2 separate regions of the Gossypium raimondii genome follow, and region 2 is linked to region 1. Evidence: chromatin contacts called from public Hi-C data. All regions are on one chromosome and are shown on one strand. Each heading gives the region's core, a stretch centred on a gene start, on an enhancer-like site or on the middle of the called end of the contact. The rest is flanking DNA. Distances are from core to core; before and after follow the strand shown.

The links. Hi-C and Micro-C count contacts between places; a contact is called where the count stands out from the background.
Region 2: a Hi-C map of leaf shows a contact between it and region 1, with 2.7 times the contacts expected there. The contact joins the promoter of LOC105768154 here to the promoter of LOC105768173 in region 1. A contact is called at or near these places in 2 of 2 Hi-C or Micro-C datasets (both in leaf).

The regions. Positions count from the first base shown.
Region 1 is chr4:13,748,362-13,752,037 of ASM2569854v1, reverse strand. LOC105768173 (WRKY transcription factor 44) reads left to right here and starts at 2,359. Exons shown (of 7, transcript XM_012587946.2): 1 at 2,359-2,657; 2 at 2,804-2,883; 3 at 3,671-3,676.
Region 2 is chr4:13,892,971-13,896,654 of ASM2569854v1, reverse strand. LOC105768154 (DNA topoisomerase 6 subunit A) reads right to left here and starts at 1,420. Exons shown (of 1, transcript XM_012587918.2): 1 at 1-1,420. The coding sequence starts at 1,285. The coding sequence ends at 32.

The sequences.
Region 1 (3,676 bases), core at 1,110-3,609:
ATTATTTGTTTATGACTTTTTTTACATCTAACTTTTTTCAATGAACTAAAATGCATTAAAATTTTGGTTTAATTTTCCTCCAATCCTTGACTCTTCAAAATCTTGAAATTCAGTCCCTCTATTTTTAATTTCTAATATATAATCCACTACTTATTATCTACGTAAGATGAGGTAACCCTTTTATGATACTGAATTCATACTTATGATGTTTTGCAAACAACTCGCCACACATTAACAAAATCTTGTAGAACATTGATAATTGAGACTAACAGCAAGCTCATCACTCCTCCTCTCGAACTTGGTTGCAATAGCCTATTAGATTTTCTTGCGGTTATTTTTTTTATTCTTCGTCACCTTTCTCTATAGAGCACGGCCAATACGGCTACCACCTCTGTTTTGATTCTTACCAGACCGTTCGTTTTCCTTGGCCATTTTTCTAGCAAAAACACACAAAAAAAACACTGGTAACAACAAAAGAAGAGCTACAAAATAAATCAAAGCAAGCAAACTCCTAAAGTGTAGAAATTGTCGAAAAAAACCAACCAAAGTCAGAATAATAACAAGAACAGTTGCAGAAATTTCAAAAAGTAAAGAAAGCAAAGTATTCTCAACAAAGAAAACCCAGAAGATATATAAACATATCTCTCAAAACGCATCATTTCAAATAACAAGCAACATTGAGTGACAACTCACCATCTGTTCCAAAAAATTGCTAATCATCATTATCACGACTTCCTAAAACTGCAATCCTCATAATACATTTATGGCAGAATCTTAAAGATTTTGATACAACAGTTCATCATTAAACAATACCATCATCCAATGCAACCTATGAAAAAAGAAGGCTAATAGATTAAAATGTCTTGAGGAAGGCCACTTTCTAATCCACTTCTCGACTTGAATGAGGAGAAATATTATTATACCCCCATCCGTATCAGGATACATGACAAGCAAGAAAGACACTCAAATAGTAAGCCAACTACCGTCAAATCGAGAAGTCACCAACAAGCCTCTCTTTCGGAACGACCATCCGGACACATACGAGTCATCCGCCATTCGAGTCCCTAAGCTTTCATTGAGAATGTGATATTGTTGGTCACCAAATACCACGTGGGTTCAATTGCTCTTTACCATCAAGTCAGAATGAATGACAGGATTTGTTCCATCACAAACATTATTGTCCTATCGAAGACATCCACCCCATGCATTCCACAATGATAGTTTAATTGCAAGTTCAACACATTAACATCATCCTACACGAGATCCTCGCCTATAAATACCGTTAGGAACAATGAAGAAAGGATCGACACTCCAAGAATACCAAGACTATAGTCTATTAACTTACCTTCAGCTCTCAATCTTAACACTCTCCTCACCTTCGTTCTTTGTAACCTTCATCTCTTCATCCTGATTAGGTGAACTAGCTTCCTTAGCAACCACCACTCTCTCCTCCATATCTCTTCCTTCTTATACCACTATATCAACAAATTATTTTTTTGTTAAATTTGAGTATGTGTTAAATATTAAAATGTTAGTTTTCATAAAAATTCATTACCAATGTTGTCAATTGCACTATGAAAAGTAAAAAGACAAAAATGTTAGGAAATAATAAAAATGATTAAATTTTAAAAGTTCAAAGAGTACAAGAATTAATGACATATTTAGACTTAAAATTTATTGTTACGTATAATATTTAAAAATAAAGCATTGTTTAGGGTTAGTTTACTATTGATGATGAAAAGTGCTATAAATTTTAATAATGTTTACCATTGTTGTTAAAAAATACTTTTGAGAAGATAAAATGACAAATTTAAACATGTTATAAAATAGAATACTTAACGAGAGATAAAAAGATAACTTCATTAACAAGCACTTTTCCAAAAGCCAAAAAAACTAATTATTTTTCTTGGGTTAAAATCTCAATTTAAAATCAAGGTTTGGTTCGAAAAATGCTTTTCAACCTCAATGGTAAACACACACTTAGTTTGTCGATGAGCTTGACAATTTTTTTAACTTAGTCTCTAAACTTTTTTTATCTACATTAGTCTTGGAACTTAGCATTTTTTTTTCTAATTTTGATCCGTGTGATGACGTGTCATTTGATATTGTCCACATCATCACCTAAAAATTACAATTTTTATAAAAAAATTAAGTGATGGTATGACACAATGTCAAATTGCCAGATCTTCATATGGACAAAAAATGAGAAAAGTTGTCAAATTTAGGGGCTTGTGTGTAAAAAAAAGTTTAGGGACCAAATTGAGAAAAACTGTTAAGTTCAGGGACTAAATGTTTCCTTATCCCTAATATTTATATTAAAACGGCCTTAATATTTCGTAAAAATAAAAACACTTCAGTAATATCAGCGACTTCTCCTTTTTTTCCTCTTCTTGGTCAAGAAAACAATGAACTCCCTCACATTCTCAGTTTCAGGCACAAAACAGACATTGAAGATCTCATCTTTTTCCCTTGTCTGAAAACAAATGCGTTACTCAAATAAATCAAATTCAGCTTAAACCCTTTTGTTCTTTTTTTTTTTTTTGGTCTCCAAAGCTGTTTCTCTTTTGGTTCCTTTAATAAGTTCAAGAACAGACAGGAAAACATCATTTCTTGTATATATTCATTAAACAAAAGCATGCTGCTTCATCTGTTAACTGGTTAGGGTTTCTTGTTATTGGAGGTCAAGTTCTTTGTGTTTCAGAGTTCTGTCATGTTTCTTTTTTCCTGCTAAGGAAGAAGTTTCTGAATTATAAAGTTATGTTGTTTTTATTTTCCTCATTGAATTCCTTGGTCAATCATGCAGACTGAGCAGAAAAGATTGGAATTTAATGAGATTTCATGGAAGCAAAAACAACTTGCTAATTTGTTACATATCTTATTCTGGTCAGTTCTCATTTTCTTTAGCTCTATTATTACTTTTTGGTGTTGTGTTCATATACAATTTACTTGTTAATTATTAGTTAAACTTTCAGATTTCCCCCTTTTTTTTCTGTTTGTTAAAAATTCTATTTGGGGGCTTTGGTTTTTCTTTTAGAAGGAGTTTTTTTTTTCTCTACTTACTCCAAATGCTGTTAAACTACTTCTTTTCTGTAAAATCCTAAACAATTTCTTTTTTTCCTCTTATTTTTCTTCATAATGCTAGATGGGATAGTTTACTTTTCCCAGAAAAAAAAAAAGAGAAGAAGATATGAGTTGATATCAAGATGGAGAATATTTTTATTGTATCTTGATCCCTGGTCATGATGGAAATAAAAAGGAATCTTAATTTATGGTCAGTAATTTTCTGGGTTGTAGCCAATACTTGATTCAGAAATCTTTAAATATAGGGTCCTAATGACCAGTGAACAAGACTATCAATTAGCCAAAGACTTATCTTCTAAATAGTATTAAGGTGAAGCCTTTGTTATTGTTTTATTAAATTGGACTAAATTGTTTTGTTTTGTTTTTTCAGAAAAAAAAGAAAAGAAAAGGTTCAGTCATTCAATTACTTTCAAGTATGAGTAGATCTTTAGAACTTTCCAGAAAGCAAGATATTTTCATGTCTTGTCCTAGTTATACTGCTGAGATGTTCTGCAGTTTTGTCTCTAACTTGTTCTGCAAACACAAACTCATAATCGTGCAACTTTCTTTCCTAACATTTCTTCTGTTTATATAACCCTGCTGCTTGTAGGTGTAA
Region 2 (3,684 bases), core at 171-2,670, 150 kb before region 1:
ATTCCACATTCTGAGTTCTTACCTCTCCTGCTCAAAGCCAATCCTGCTGCTGCAACTTCAATGGCAAATAAACCTCAGACAAGTATTGAAACCCAAACGAACTCAATGCCTGAATCTCCGCCTTCTGTTTAGTCTTCACCATCAAATTCAACTCCTCAACCCACCCAGGGTTCTTCTTCACAAAATCTTCCTCCAATAAATCTTTCCCAGTCTTAATATCCTGTTCTGTCATTGGCAACCTACATTGCTCTGGTATCTTATACTTATCCAAATCACTTGGCCTTATCCCCAACCACTTGATATCCGGGGTAGTCAAATTTGCACTGTCATAAGACATGTTTTTCGATCCACACCCGTACACAGACAAAATTTTCAATCCATACGGATCACTATCAACCAATGCCAACACTGGAAGCTTCAACTCCATCTTCATTTTCTTCAAAAACAACCTTGTAGCCACATCCGGCTGCCCTTTTGCAGTCACAATTATACAAGGAAACCGATTGTAAAACCGATCTTCAGCTAATCTAATATAAGCTGCATCTTTTTCTACCAACAGAATAAACAATGCATCGCTCTGCATATCTCCGACTCGATCAATGTTAGGAGGAATTGCTTTTCCTCCCATTCCCATTTTAGTACAATCGATCATATCTCCGTTGTCACTAAAAATAAGTCTCCCAACGACCACTCCTTTTTCCGCAGCGATTACGTTGAGACTGGACCGAGTGCAGCCAAGTATACACGAAACGTCGTCCAGAACAGCGTCGGATTGAACCTGGTCTTGGAAGAGCTTAACGTCTGTGTAGAAAAGGTCACGCTTGGTGACGTGAATATTTTTGAGACAGAGTTGATGGACTAAAGAGAGGATCTTGGCGGTTATAGTGGTTTTGCGTACAGAGGAGATGTGGGAGAAAGGGCGGACGGTGGATTTGTCTTTTAAGACGATGCGGTCAAGTTCGGGGACGTAGAGTTGGTTGGAGGAAGAACGGGAAGGGACGGTGAAGGAGAAGCCTTGGCCGGAGAGGATTTGGTGGGTGAGCTGGAGAACGAGGGATTCGATGGTGGATTGGACGGAGGAGAGTGAGAGGTCGGACACTTCCCGGCAGGTGGCGGAGAGGGCCAGGTCGGCTAGGGTTAAGGGTTTGGAAGTGGAAGAAGAGGAAGAGGAGGTGACGGATTTGAGGATTTGGAGGATCTGGGCATCCGATTTGAGAAGGTTCTTGAAAGGCTGGGACGCTGAATCGGAGTCAGAGTCGGCACGGCGGCGCTTCTTGTCGGCCATGGAGATGGACTGTGGAGGGAAGATACCCAAGTAAAAGGCGGGAAATTGGGAAATGAGTGACGAAATAAATGCAAGGGCTAGCTAGTAGCTAGGGCTTGCCAGTCAGTTGTTCTTGAACGGAGAGAAGCGCATAAATTATGTAGTGTGGAGTAATTTCAATTTTAATATTCAACAATTTGATGCCATTAATAAAATTGAAGTAATTTGTTCTTATTAATTTTAAAAGTGAATAATTAAGAACAGTTATCATAAAGTTAATGTTTTATGTTAATTATACACAATTTTAATTGATATAATAATAAATTTAACTCTCAATATTTATATATTTTGTTAATTTGATCTTAGTTTTAAAAATCTAATAAATTTAACCTTGATTTTTACACATTTACACAAATATTGCGAGTTAAATTTATTAAATCAAGATCAAATTAGTAGAATGTGTAAACTTTGAGGCTTAAATTTATTATTATATCTATTAAAATTATGTAAAATAATGAAAAACATTAACCCCGTGATTAATTATCATTAGTTGCTCACTTTAAAAAATAACAGAGATTAAATTGTTCTAATTTTTTTGAGAAGGATCAATTTGCTCAATATCAAAATTGAAAAAAACTAGAGAAGTCTTTTTACAGGAGTTGGGAGAATAACAGCTTGTTTGGTTCACCGTGTTGGATATGCGATTACGCCTCTATTACTCGCGCCCCACCAATTCCTGCGTTTGGTTCGCTGTAATGCCCTATTACGGGCTTATACGGTTACGGACGTAAACGCGATATTCCCTGCTTCCTGGCCGATTTGCATTCCCTTCCAAAAACCAAGATTACCCTATTACGGACGCATTCCCGAAAACCTTCTCTGTTTTACCCTCACCAAAATCGACCTGCAGCCTCTCCCTCTCCCTCCCTTTCGAAATCGCCGAAATTGACCTCCCAACAGAAGCTGTTTCTGCAAAATCACCTCCACCCTCTCCCTCTCCGTCCCTCCCGAAATCGCCTCTCCCGTTTCACTCCATCGTCTCAGATCTCCGGCCCAACTGTTTCGGTAAGTGGTTCTTCTCTTTTTTTCATCTCAAATTTTATTTTCTTCCTCATGATTTTCTTTTTTATCATTTTATTTATTTATTCCCACCGATTATTCCCACCGGCCGAATGTTGTTTATTTTTAGAACTGATTTGGTTTAGTGGATTTTGCCCAATGATGGAAAACTCATTGAATGGAGCAGTTCGACTGATTTTCGCTTTAGAACATTTACTATCATCATTTGTTGTTCAATTCCTTTTCCTCTTCCTCTTCCTCTTCCTCCCCTTTTGTTTCTCTATCCTTTTTGGTTCCTGTCGATAACTCTCTCCTCTTTCCCTGTTCTCTTTCTCTATTCTTTCTATCTATAATTCTATTTATCTTCTTATTGACACAGATGATGGTTGATAAAATTCTCTTAATGAAAACCAGTTTGTTAACACTGTGAATGACCAGATATAGCTATGAGATTTGAGGGCTTTGTTGAACATTTTGATTGTAGGATTATCATTCTTTTTTTTCTCATGTGATTTGCATCTTGATTATACTCATGCGTACTTTAATGAATGCATTGTTATTAGCGGTTTTACGCAATGGGATTGTATTTTTTTCGTTAATTGGCCCTTAGTAACCCCAAAGACAAGATGGAATTGTAATGCTATCGAATAGTTGTATGATCTCATTGGATATGTTGTATGGGTCTTTAGTTTCATTTATCTTATGAACTATGTCAATCTCACTGGCAATGTCATACTTGAAATTAGTCTTTTGTTGCTAGATGAAGCTTCATTTCCTTCTTGATGCTTTTATTGCGTCTATTTCATCAATTATTGTATCCGTTTATAATTAGTTGCTAATTTGAAACCATTAAACATTTTAATTGTCTGAGAAAATATTGTGAACCCTTTTTCTGGTTTAATCCCAACTGGTATTTGTAAGTACGTTACCTTCCTAGTGATTCACTATGGTTCTAGTCAATATTTCACTGCTTTTGATACCATCTGTGTGACATATGCTTAATGAATTTCAAAGGTTTTGGCATGTGCCCAATGGCGAGAAGAAGCTGATACATTGGGTAGTTCTTTTGCTACTTAGTCTTGTTATTGTTTACCTTTTTCACCGAGCTCTGAAATTATTGATTGAAATGAAAGTCATGAGCATCACTATTGTTGAATTATGTTACTAAAGTTATATTTCTTTCTTTGAAATATATCTTCCTTTATTGTTGTTATAGGACTTTTAGGGTATCTAAAGCTTGATTAGAGCCTTGGTGACCATTGTACCTTTTGTTTTCTCAGTATATACTCTTTTAGTAAAACATAGTTTCTTCTTTCAATGATGTTATGTAGGGTTTTAGAAACCTGTGCCTTGGGTTTCAT